Regions from separate parts of the Zea mays genome. Here region 2 is linked to region 1. Evidence: chromatin contacts called from public Hi-C data. All regions are on one chromosome and are shown on one strand. Each heading gives the region's core, a stretch centred on a gene start, on an enhancer-like site or on the middle of the called end of the contact. The rest is flanking DNA. Distances are from core to core; before and after follow the strand shown. Region 1 holds the start of LOC100191140 (camouflage 1). Region 2 holds the start of LOC100274530 (60S ribosomal protein L27a-like).

Evidence for each region. Hi-C and Micro-C count contacts between places; a contact is called where the count stands out from the background.
Region 2: a contact with region 1 is called in a Hi-C map of ear, with 4 times the contacts expected there. The contact joins the promoter of LOC100274530 here to the promoter of LOC100191140 in region 1. A contact is called at or near these places in 2 of 25 Hi-C or Micro-C datasets (ear and tassel).

What each region holds. Positions count from the first base shown.
Region 1 is chr5:86,241,689-86,248,181 of Zm-B73-REFERENCE-NAM-5.0, reverse strand. LOC100191140 (camouflage 1) reads right to left here and starts at 3,250. Exons shown (of 5, transcript NM_001136576.2): 1 at 2,922-3,250; 2 at 1,746-2,151; 3 at 1,039-1,242; 4 at 176-353; 5 at 1-79. The coding sequence starts at 3,085.
Region 2 is chr5:86,799,758-86,806,250 of Zm-B73-REFERENCE-NAM-5.0, reverse strand. LOC100274530 (60S ribosomal protein L27a-like) reads left to right here and starts at 3,784. Exons shown (of 1, transcript NM_001148887.1): 1 at 3,784-4,486. The coding sequence starts at 3,833. The coding sequence ends at 4,273. It overlaps LOC100191193, which reads left to right and starts at 5,080. Exons shown (of 7, transcript NM_001136628.1): 1 at 5,080-5,517; 2 at 5,785-5,844; 3 at 6,143-6,391. The coding sequence starts at 5,106.

The DNA of each region.
Region 1 (6,493 bases), core at 2,001-4,500:
TTCAGCTCGTGGCCAGCGTCTTTGCCCATCTCGACCATGTCGTCGAAAGAGTACGGTCCACTTCTTGCCGTCTCAAATACTGCAAGAAGAACCACGCAAGCAACAAAGCGATGTCATTCGATGACAAACAGAACAGGACCATTTTAAGATCCTCTCGATCGAAAATCGAGGATACCTTTAGATCCGTCTGGTGAAGACAGTAGGCCCCGGAATGAGCAGTTCCCGTCCTTGTCACGGTAAGCATAGGCCGCAATTGGAGTTCGGCAGTTGCCATCAAGAACTGCCAAGAATTCTCTTTCGCATGTGACAGCTAGTCTGGTATCCTCGTGGTTCAACGAGGACAGATACTCCATCTGCAGAAAAGAGGGCAAAGAATGGCAGATCTTATCATTTTCGGATACATATAGTGTTAAAAAGAAAGCCATGAGCAAGCAAGTGCCTGCCATGCTCTGCGTAGCTGCATAGTACATTCATGTACATTGCGGAATAAAACAACAATGCACACTCTGAAATAAGAAAAATAAAGGCCTACTGTAAGGCATAGTTGCAAAGATTAAATGCTTTCGGAAAAGCCACAGCATGCAACATGGCCATGATAAAAAAAGCAATAAATAAAAGATATTTGTTAAATAAAAATGCAAATAGTGGCATGACAAAGAGACATATCTGTGTGGCCTCAACAGCAATATATATACCTAGAATGGTTATTATTCAGGACCATAAAATGGTCAGACCCTGTCACCAGGGGGCAGGTCCACAGTATTAGTAATTCTGTCCCCTGACAGCAATGACCTGTGTAAACTCAATGAAAAATTACTGTGGGCAAAAGGGGCAATGACACAGCATGTCCATCATAGCTACGCTAGCGACATCAATGGTTCCTAATTCTAGATCCGCCCTTGCTTATCAGTTAATCAAAGTGGCATGCAAAGTCCGATAAAGAAAAGACAGCAAAGCTAGTGTCAGATTTGTACATGGAATCATGCAAGCATCATGTTTTCTCCATTTACCAGCATACTGCAACACTGGACGCCTTACCATTTTGTCATCGTTGCTTCGGCAAGCGATTCCAATAGCACCTTGGGCAACTGCCGGAAGCATTTCTTCCACTGATAGTACAGCTGTTGCATTTTCTGCCATTTTTAGCCGCCTTAATCCAGCCAGCGCCAACAATGTAGCAGACACATCTCCTTCCTTGAGTTTCCTTAACCGTGTCTGAACATTTCCTCTGAAGTTAACTACCTGCAAAACATTGAATACTGTTACTTAAGCGAGACTAATCAAGGTCAATGCCTAATCATAACACACTTCTAAATATTTTTTTAAAAATACAGATACAGGCTTCTAAATATTTAAGTACAGGACTAAGGCAAGAATATACAACTGTCAACCGGACAAAATACTCTTTATAACAAAAGAAAAAGAAAATTGCAATAATGCCTCTAGGATGGACATTTTTTCACATGTATGACATTGAAAACAACAGCTTCAGAATCATACAAATGAAAAATGTACATATTGGTAAGAGTTTTTTTAACAGTTTATAATAGAGTTAAAAACTGCAGCTGATAGAAAGAAGATCTATGTTCTAGACTTCAGAGAGTATGCAATGGGGGGGGGGGGGGGACACCGGACTCACAATACTGGGAAGTACCTATGAACACATCAGTAAATCTGGTAGCACTAAAATCACAAGTATAGGGGGTGAGGAGGGAAAGTGTGATGAGCAAAACCATCATACTTACTTTCAGTGATGGATATCTGTAGAGAATCTGAGATTGTCTCCGCAAGGAAGCACTTCCAACAACACTGCCAGCAGGAAGCTCCGCGAGCGAATTTGCAGTCAAGCATATGAATGCATCTCTTACATCTTCTCGTGGGAGGTTACAGGGCAATATTGTGCCTTCAGGTAGATATGTTGGAACATCTTTCATAGAGTGCACAGCTATATCAATCCTTCCCTGCAAGAGTGCATCATCTATCTCCTTGGTGAATAAACCCTTGCCTCCAATATCTGCAAGGGGTTTGTCCAAGATCATGTCTCCTGTGGTCTTTATGATGACGATCTCAATAGCCCCCTCCTCAGCTAACTCAGAGTGTGCGGCTTTCAGTTTTTCCCGAGTTTCATGGGCTTGTGCAAGAGCCAGAGGACTGTCCTAAATAACCAATGACAAGAATTACAAAATTTGCACATTCCAAATGAAAAAAAGAAACAAACAACACTTTAAAATGAAAACTTGGAAAGTGGAATGAACAATTTGTTTTGGCAGCAACTGTGAATTTTCTTTAGTAACTTTTTCTTGCTGCTTTTTAAAACGAATTCTTGAGTAACTTTTTTCTCAACATAAGGAAAATGTCTAAAAGGCGTAGAATTTCCACAAGATCCAAGAAAAGTAGTAAATTGGTTAAAACCGAGTCAAGGCAAAGACTGATAAAGACAACACCCTTGTAAACGCTAACATGAAACCACTAACTAGCATGAGAATAGCACAAGAACAATCCAGCCTCTGGTGTTGGCCCAAAAATAGCAGAGGTGAGATCTAAAACGTAGAATTTTGCCGCCATTCTTTAGCTCTATCAAGGTCAACGCCCAGTTACTACTGATTCGGAATTGCATCCTACAAAGCAAAGAAGCGCATCCTTCCTGCTAACGATTCTCGATGCTCCTTTGAACTTTACCAGACAATCCACAATGTTCAACACCTAATAAAGACGCAGTAGGTTCAGAGCCACATCTCAAAACTCACATTCCCGGACGAAGAGCTAAACGCAGGATCTATCAGGCACTCACAAGTCACAACGCATTGCCGTCCCCAAATTCAACAATTAACAGAACCTAAAGACACGATTTTGACCAGCATAACCACGAATTCATCGTCATCCCAAACAAAGAAACCGCAGAAAGGGTCGAATTCGATCACCTCCCACGCGTCCCAATCCGGATGAGTGAGACCTTGGCCTGAGCGCCGGCCTCCACGGCGACGGCAGCGCGCACGACGGGGCACGGCCGCCGCCGCGGGCGCGCGAGGCAGGTCGGCGAGCCGAGGAGGGAGTGGTGCGCGGTGGTGCATCGCAGCGAGACCATCTCCGGGCGTTTGGAGAAGATGGTTAGAGGACTGGGCGGGCGAGGAAGGGAGGAAGGAGAGGCCGAGATGCACAAGGGAATGCTCTCTGACGAGGTCTGGATTCTGATCTGGGTGAGCTGGTCACGCTCTCGGCTTGGATGAGAAGATAATGTGTCAGGATTGGCCAACCACAGCGAAGCATACTCAGCATGCATAAAACTCAACTTAAACCTAGGGATTTTCTAGATATATTTCCATTTATTTTATTTGTATTTTTCATAAAAAGTTTTCTCATGCTTAGAGCATCTCCAAAAACCTTCTCATATCTAGGGATGAAAACGAATGGAAAAACCCCTCTTCCATTTCCGTATCCGCATTTTTTCATCGGAAACGGGATCGGGTCCGGAATAGTTGGGAACGGAAACGAGAGCGGGATAAACGGAATTGCGAAAATGAACGGAAATGGAAATACTAACGGAAACTCATAATTTAATACAAATAGAAATGATATTAATGTTTGATAGTGATTGATTGGCAGGACAATAACATAAAACAAATAGATATAGAGAGACATCATTCTATTGTTGTTTGGTTGCTAATAGTGTACATTTAGCTACATCTGATGTTGTTTAAGACTTTAGACCACTTGTCATTGAAAAGAGCCGATAGTTACAATGACCACTTGTGCTATAATTTGTCAACTAAAGACATGATACTTTAGTTTATATACTAATGCATATTAGGCTCATCCCATATTTATCAAATACGGAATAAATACGGGTTCATTCCGGACAAAAACGGGATCAAAAAAAATGAACAGAATAAACCATCTCCCGTTTCCATATTTTTTTCGTAAATATGGAAACGGTCGGGTCAAATGTAGAAAATAGTATGAGTCAGAACGAGATTTTACCCATCTGTTTTCAACCCTACTCATGTCTAGGGTAATGATTTTCCTTGTTCGAAAATTTGTATCGCAGCTTACCTTGTGGCTATAGATATATGAGTTTTTAGATTCTCTACTCAAGGGATTCAAACACCTAAGGATCCCACTAATCTAATCATTGATGAAATTTATTTTGAGAAATGGAATTCTAAGGCCAAGAACACTCTATTTAGAGACCTTTGCAAGGATGTTTTCACTAGAGTATGTAACCATAGTGACGTTCATGATCATTAATTCGATATATGTCCACTTTGTGAAGGGACCAAGAGTGAGCGTGAAGAGTATTATCATTTAATCATGAAGAAATTGAATTATTTAAAAATGCTTCCTCGCGAAACTGCAAATGATATGTACTCATAGTTGAATGTTCTTATAGAGGAAGTTAATGGATTGGGGCTCACGCAACCCACACAATGATTATATGTTGTGAGAAAAATCTTGAGTGTTCTCCCAATCAAGAAGTATGGCCATATAGTCATGGTGTTTCACCAAATCGATCTATCCACCACCACCAATAGTCAAATCTTAGGGAAGATTAATGGTCATGAGATGTACATGCACATTCATGGTCAAGACGACTCTTCCTGAAACAATAAGAAGGATTTGTCTCTTAAGATAATCTAGGCACTCAACCACATTTTTTTCTTGGTCCCACTTTCTAGTGTAGATATTTGACATTGCCCCGGCCGGGCACGGTGGCCATGATTTAATGCCCTAAAACTCCTCCCGAAAGGTGCCATGCGCAGCGGAGAGTGGGACGAAGAAGATGGGGGTGATTTTACCTCAAATCGGGGCGGTGGCACCTTGCTCCGACGCAACCCGCGGCGCCCACGGTTTTCTCCAACTACGGCGAGCAATTCCCGGGTCTATGGCGGCTTTCCACCCGATTAATCCCTCACACAACCTTGCTAGGGCCCTGTCGGTGTTTTGGGTCCGACCGCGCACCCGGGGTTGCCCCTCAAGGTGCTTTTTGGAGTAGGACGGTATTACTGACTGTAGCTCGATGGTTCGTGCCAGATGCACGAGAAACAGTGGATAGTTGTGCACAGATTCAGGCCGCTTTGAGATGCGTAACACCCTACGTCCTGGCGTGAGTACTTTATGTGGTGGGTTACAAGGGGGCTCTCTAGTGTTGGGGACGTAGAGAACCGGGTGGATGGCTAAGTAATGAGATAGATCGTCTTGAAGGGGTGCCCCCCTAGGCCTTATATACTCGACCGTGGGGCATTACATGTGGATATGATAACAACGGGTGCCTAAGTAATAGTGAACTGACTGAGTCTATCTTCCTATAATTCAGTCGAACCATCCTCGCTCGGTTCCGATGTATGGGGCCCCTGCGCGGGAAGGTCGGGTCACTGTTGCGATCACTGCTCAAATTCATCGGGCCGTCTGGGCCTGCGTTGATCCGGCCTTGTGTCGATCCGCTTTATTGGATGTTCCTCCCAAGCCCACGAAGGGGTGACCTCGCGGATTATTGGGCCCACGGGCCCCTCGCGAGGTATCTTGTCCTTCTGGTGGACCCGGGGGATATTCGTCCCCCACAAGCCCCCGATCTTTGGGTTGATTTTGAAATAACCGGCCCAAAGATCCTAGGTCCAGCTTGCAGTCTCTGGTTTTAACAAGAAATGCCTTGGAAATAAGCCTGTCGGGTCACTACTTCTGAACTCTTAGTGATCCGGTAAAAACGATCTTTTACTGTCTTCTTCCGCTATTATTCCTCGAAATTTGGTGTTCTGTATCAGGTTCCTGCTTCAGAGGTCAGCATTTTGCACTGTAGAATTTTGAAATTCATTGGGTGCTCCGAAGGTGCACCCAATGGGTGTAGCCCCCGAGCTTCGAGTGGATTTTTGCAGATAATCCACTCGAAGGTCTTCATTTCAAGTCTTCTCAGAAATCACTTTTATCTTCCACTTGTGCTTTTTCAGAGGTTAGCCTTGCCTTAGTTTTGCCGTATGCTTTAGAGGTCAGCAACTCAGCATTTTGTCTTTCGGGGATGATTATTCATTGGGTGCACCCCCGAGCTTTGAGTGGATTTTTGAAAATAATCCACTCGAAGGTCTTCGTTTCCTGCTGTTTTTTAGAAATCATCCTTTTCTTTTGTCGAATGCCTTAGAGATCAGCATTATATCATTAACGTTATGCTTTAGAGGTCAGCATACATTTTTGTTTTTGAGGCCGAGTACGCGATCTGTCCATATCTTGCTAGGTCTTGCAATTTATTTGATCTGCGACTGATTGGATGTTCGACAGATGGCCTTTGGCTAGTCTTCATATCACTTCGTGCTTCAATGCTTCTGTCGATTAGACTTGTACCTCATCAGCTATATTTGGCTTTCCTTTGATACCTATTGATATCTTCCTTCTGTCTTGAGGTATTCATTGCGCATACTGTATGGATGTGACTGCTTGGGAAAATCTATTGAAAATTCCTGGACGTCCCCTCCCAATGGGTGTAGGCAAGGGACGGCTTGGTGCGCTG
Region 2 (6,493 bases), core at 2,535-5,034, 560 kb before region 1:
GCCCTTCTTCTTGTAGTATCTCTTCTTCTCCTTTTTCTTTCCCCTCTTGTCGTTGTCCCTGTCACTATCACTAGATAATGAACATTTTGCAATAAAATGACCGGGCTTACCACACTTGTAGCAAACTTTATTGAAGCGGGGCTTGTAATCTTTCCCCTCCTTTGCTTGAGGATTTGGCGAAAGCTTTTGATGATTAGTGTCATCTCCTCATTGTCGAGCTTGGAGGCGTCGATGGGGAGCCTACTTGATGTAGACTCTTCTTTCTCCTCCTCCGTTACTTTGAAGGCAACGGGTTGCACCTCGGGTGTGGAGGTGGCGCCTCGCTCGATGATTTGTTTGGAGCCTTTGATCATCAACTCAAAGCTCACAAACTTTTCTATCACTTCCTCGGGAGACATTAGCTTGTATCTAGGATCACCATGAATTAATTAAACTTGAGTAGGGTTAAAAAAACGAGTGATCTTAGAATAACCTTGACCATTTCATGGTCATCCCATTTGGTGCTCCCGAGGTTGCGCACTTGGTTCACCAAGGTCTTGAGTCGGTTGTACATGGCTTGTGGCTCCTCCCCTTGGTTGAGCATGAACCGACCGAGCTCCCCCTCGATCGTTTCCCGCTTGGTGATCTTGGTCACCTCATCTCCTTCGTGCGCGGTCTTGAGTATGTCCCAAATCTCTTTGGCACTCTTCAACCCTTGCACCTTATTATACTCCTCTCGACTTAGAGAGGCGAGGAGTATAGTAGTGGCTTGAGAGTTGAAGTGCCGGATCTGGGCTACCTAGTCCGAGTCATAGCCTTCATCCCTCACGGATGGTTCCTGCGCTCCAAACTCAACAATGTCCCAAATGCTAGCGTGGAGTAAGGTTAGATGGTGCCTCATTTTATCACTCCACATATAATAATCTTCACCGTTAAAAACCGGTGGTTTGCCTAGTGGGACGGAAAGTAATGTAGTACGTTTAGAAATACGAGGATAGCGTAAGGGGATCTTACTAAACTTCTTGCGCTCATGGCACTTAGAAGTGACGGACGACGTGTCAGAGCTGGAGGTGGAAGGCGACGAAGAATCGGTCTCGTAGTAGACCACTTTCTTCATTTTCTTCTTCTTGTCGCCACTCCGGTGCGACTTCATATGGGGAGGTGATTACTCCCTCTTCTTGTTGCCGGACTCTCCCGATGGAGCTTTCCCGTGGCTTGTGGCGGGCTTCTCGTCGGTCACCATCTCCTTCTTGGCGTGAGCTCCCGACATCACTTCGAGCGGTTAGGCTCTAATGGAGTACCAGGCTCTGATATCAATTGAAAGTCGCCTAGAGGGAGGGTGAATAGGCAAATCTGAAATTTATAAACTTTAAGCATAACTACAAGCCGGGGTTAGCGTTAGAAATATAATCGAGTCCGAAAGAGAGAGCAAAAACAAACCACAAGCAAATAAAGAGTGTGACACGGTGATTTATTTTACCGAGGTTCGGTTCTTGCAAACTTACTCCCCGTTGAGGTGGTCACAAAGACCAGGTCCCTTTCAACCCTTTCCCTCTCTCAAACGGTCACTTAGACCGAGTGAGCTGCTCTTCTCAATCATTTGGGACACTTAGTCCCCACAAGGACCACCACACAATTGGTGTCTCTTGCTTTGATTACAAAGATCTTAGGAACAAGAAATGAGGAAGAAGACAAGCGATCCAAGCGCAAGAGCTCAAAAGAACACGACAAAACTCTCTCTTCTAGTCACTATTGCTTTGAGTGGAATTGGGACTTGGAGAGATTTTGATTCACTCTAATTGTGTCTTGTATTGAATGCACTAGCTCTTGTATTGAATGTTGTTTGCTGAAAACTTGGATGCCTTGAAGTGTGGTGGTTGGGGGTATTTATAGCCCCAACCACCAAAGTGGTCGTTGGGAGGGTTGTCTGTCGACGGGCGCACCTGACAGTCCGGTGCGCCAGCCACGTCACCCAACCGTTAGGGTTCGACCGTTGGAGCTCTGACATGTGGGGCCACGGACAGTCAGGTGGTGTACCGGACGGTCACTGTTCATTGTCCGGTGCGCCTTCTAGCGCTGCTCTGACTTCTGCGCGAACTGTCCACGCACTGTAGCTCACTGTTCACCTTTTGCAGACGACCGTTGGCGCAGTTAGACATTGCTCCGCATGGCACACCAGACAGTCTGGTGCTACACCGGACAGTCCGATGAATTATAGCGGAGCGGCAATTCCAGAAAACCCGATGGTGGCAAGTCTGAAGTTGATCTCCCTGGTGCACCAGACACTGTCCGGTGGCACACCGAACAGTCCGGTGCGCCAGACCAGAGCAGCATTCGGTTGTCTTTTGCTCCTTTTTATTCGAACCTTTTCTTGGACTTTTTATTGGTTTGTGTTGAACCTTTGGCACCTGTAGAACTTATAATCTAGAGCAAACTAGTTAGTCCAATTATTTGTGTTGGACAATTCAACCACCAAAATCATCTAGGAAAATGTTTGACCCTATTTCCCTTTTAGTTTCCCATTAGTTGCTTGCTCGTATTAACTAGAGAATTTATATCTCTTGTCATATTGATTAAATTTCTCTAGTCTCGTTGATTTTAGTCAAAACCGTCTATTCATCCTGTCTAGCCAGTGTCCTAAATCCTACACCATCGGAGCGTAATATCCTACTCCAATGCAAATTGTATTGTTGAGAGTTTAAGAAAGCCTAAGTCTAGGTAGAGATGTCTCTGAAGGAGTTTAAGTGAGCTTGTCCTCAAGAGAGCTTGAGAGAGCTCCTAGGGTCTAGTCCACGTGGACGTGGTCCCTTGTAATGTATGTGCCCTCTCCTTTATAGGCTAAAGGGAGCACATACAAGAAAGCCAGGACCCAACATGTGGGTCCAAGAATACTAAAATATGAAGCACGATGCGACGGAAAGAGTTGGTGGACCAAGATCTTCTCCCAACATAAAGCACAACAATGTTTTATATTAGTATACAGAGGCGAAAGAGAGGTCTTTGTTTAAAATTATAATATGTTCAGATTATATAATATAACTTATTTTGAATTAAGTACTAATTCAAAATAAGTTGAATTATATATTTTGGACAGATTACAATTCGAAATAAATATTTAAGTTGAATTATATAATTTGGACAGATTATAATTCGAAATAAACATGCCAAAATGGATCAGATAGCGATAAAAAACACAAGACTCACACGACTTATTAAACACTTTTTGTCTCTACGTTATGCTATATATTTAAAATTTCTTTTTTATTTGACCGCGTGTTTAAATCATGTAGCTGTTTGGTCGAACGACGCCCGTATATTTTCTCTTGGCTACAAACCAACTAGCTGCCGTAGCCCGTATTCATTGTTTTTTTGTTCAAAATATGTGGCAAATTTCATGCCGCAAATTCGAAATCTGTTGACCAGTACTCCAGCAGTAATGCCACGACATGTACCACATTCCTGCTCTTTTTTGTTTTTGTTTTGTGTTTGTGTGGCTTTTCTGGTTCGAAAGACGGATTAGACCAAGGTATCAAATTTGGCTTCCGCTAGCTGCCCATCTCGAAACAGCATGAACCGGCCCGATGACGCGCCTCAGGAGGAAGACAAATGAAATACCATAAATCCAGGCTCAGCCCGAAATTAACCCAATAGCAGCCCAAAGCAAAACCCCAGCAGGAAGCAACGTCGACGGCCCATTAACTCCAACAGTCCCAGGACCCCCCTGCCCATCCGACGGCGATCACGCCTCGCGCTCGCCAGGCCTTATAGTACCCCTATCCTAGGGTTTACTCGCTCCCATCCACTCCCAAGTCCCAACACCCGTCGGCGTCGAGCAGCGGCAGCGGCGGCGGCGATGACGACGAGCCTGAAGAAGAACCGGAAGAAGCGCGGGCACGTGTCGGCGGGGCACGGCCGCATCGGCAAGCACCGGAAGCACCCGGGAGGCCGCGGCAACGCCGGCGGCATGCACCACCACCGCATCCTCTTCGATAAGTACCACCCGGGCTACTTCGGCAAGGTGGGCATGCGCTACTTCCACAGGCTCCGCAACAAGTTCCACTGCCCGTCGGTCAACGTGGAGCGGCTCTGGTCGATGGTGCCCGCCGGCAAGGCCGCGGAGGCGGCCGGCGCGGACCAGGCCCCGCTCGTCGACGTGACGCAGTTCGGCTACTTCAAGGTGCTCGGCAAGGGGATGCTGCCGTCCAGGCCCATCGTCGTCAAGGCCAAGCTCATCTCCAAGGTCGCCGAGAAGAAGATCAAGGCTGCCGGAGGCGCCGTCCTGCTGACCGCTTAGGTCCTTTTGCATCTTGTTTCAACTATCTGCGCTAAGAAATATTCTATCTTTTTTTGGGTGGATCTATGAGACCCTGGTTTTGAGCACTTGGTAACGAATATGAGTTCGATTATATCGATGCTGCACACCTCTTGCTGCATGTATTATTCATTCTATGCAGTTGCAGTTCATGTGGGCTGTGCTACTGAGATATGAAATGTTTTGGCATTTTTCTGATACGTCTAATTGTGGCCTTGTGGTCAGGCATTGCCCTCCTTTTTTCTGGTGTATTGTTGCAAAACAACAAAATCAATTGATTTCAGTCTTGCCCACTAATTTTCTGGCGTATGGCTGCAAAACAACAAAATCAATTGAAAGTTGTCGTCTATTTTATCTTTTTATGCTATGCTCCTAAGAAAATCAATTGCTGGACAACCATGTGTTGACACCAGCGACGGTAGATACAAAAATAACGAGAAACTTCTATGCATGGCCGCATAATGCATATACAAAAATAGAGCTAATGTGAGTGGGGGAGGAGCCGAGGACAGGTGAATCCGTAAATCTGGCTCAATGCAAATTGTTTCAGCTGCATTTTATTATATCCATCATTTGAAACACCCGATGATGAATTTTCGCAAAACATTCGACGACAAACATTCGGATTAAAACGTTCGGCCCGAGCTGGGCAGGAAACAAGCCCGGCCCAAAACACTCGACCACAAACCCATCAAGGTCGGGCCCACGTGAGGTCCCTCGCCGGCAGTAGCTGGCCGTGGACAACGCCACGACGACCCCGACCAGAGCCAGTCCGCTCCGCTCCACCCCTTGCTCACCTCCGCGACCCGCACCAATGGCGACGCCCACGGCCCCATCCCACTTACCCCTCGCCACCGCCTCCGCGTCCACCTCCTTCCCCGACCGCTTCCTCCGCACGCCGTGCGCGCTGCGGCCCCGCTCTTGGCCCCGCCTGCGGGCGGGCTCCGTCAAGGAGTGGCGCGAGTTCGAGGACGACGCGGGCGCCGTCAAGGAGTGGCGGGAGTTCGAGGACGCCGTCAGGAGGAAGGACCTCCCCCGCGCGCTCCAATTCCTGCAGTCCGTGGAGCCCGCGGCGGTGCAGGTCGCGGTCCCCGTGCCGCCGGGGCGGGACTGGGAGGTGCTCGACGCCTGCGTCGACGCCGACGACATGCGCCTCGTCGGCCGGGCGTACCAGTTCCTCGTCGACCGCGGGGTCCTCGCCAGCTTCGGCAAGTGCAAGAACATCGGTGAGTTGGGGCTTGGGGGAACGCAGCTGCGGAATGCCTTCACGATTTGGACATGGCGTCGAATTAACTTGGCGTCTTACTAGTTGTTTGTCAAACGGAGCTGTACAATTTGGCATGTGCTGATTTGATTGATATAATCATTTGCTATCACGCCTCACGATTTTTTGATGTTTATCATGTAACGTCTACTGTGTTATACAGCTGATGTCTCACTCCGACTGCTTTTCAGACTGACTGTATATGTGTCTTCCTTTTTTTTCCCTACAGTTCTGGAATGGCCAAGAGAAGTGACACCAACGGTTTTGAAGGAGATGACCGGTTTGGAAGGTGAGGATACAGACAGTGTCCCTGTCCCCTCTCTTCCACTGCGCTGTGATATTCTACACTAAAAATTTGAGTGGGTTGTCAGTTATTACATAGCAGGAAGTTAAGGCAGAACCTCTTCTTTCCTTTTATTATTTATTAATCTAAAACGGGAAAACTTTACTGCAACATTCTTTTGCAAATCATACTCGAGCAAGCTGATATAGCTGCTCCAAAAGGAACTTTAGCTCGTCTATTGTGGTTTATCACCAACTATGGTATAAAGATACGATTTTTTTCTTGAATTTGTTAATTTCTTCAGCTGAAAAACTTGCGCCGAAGAAATGGGGTCTGTCGGGAAGTTCACCGTATGTTCTCATTGGATTTCTTGGAGGCGTATCCTTTCTACTAACACAAGGGGTCGATCTACGGCCTAAACTGAGTGCTGTATTGGGATTAGCAGCAGCCGATGCAATGTTGCTCGGTGGTACTTGTCTTGCTCAAATCTCATGTTTCTGGCCTCCGTATAAACGTCGGATCCTTGTACACGAAGCAGGCCATCTTCTTACTGGTATGGCTTTACCTTTTGTACCTTTTTGCTCTTACATTAGTTGCTTTCGCTTTAACTTCTCCGGTAGGTAGTTTTAAATTTATCAATCTTCTGTGATTCTAC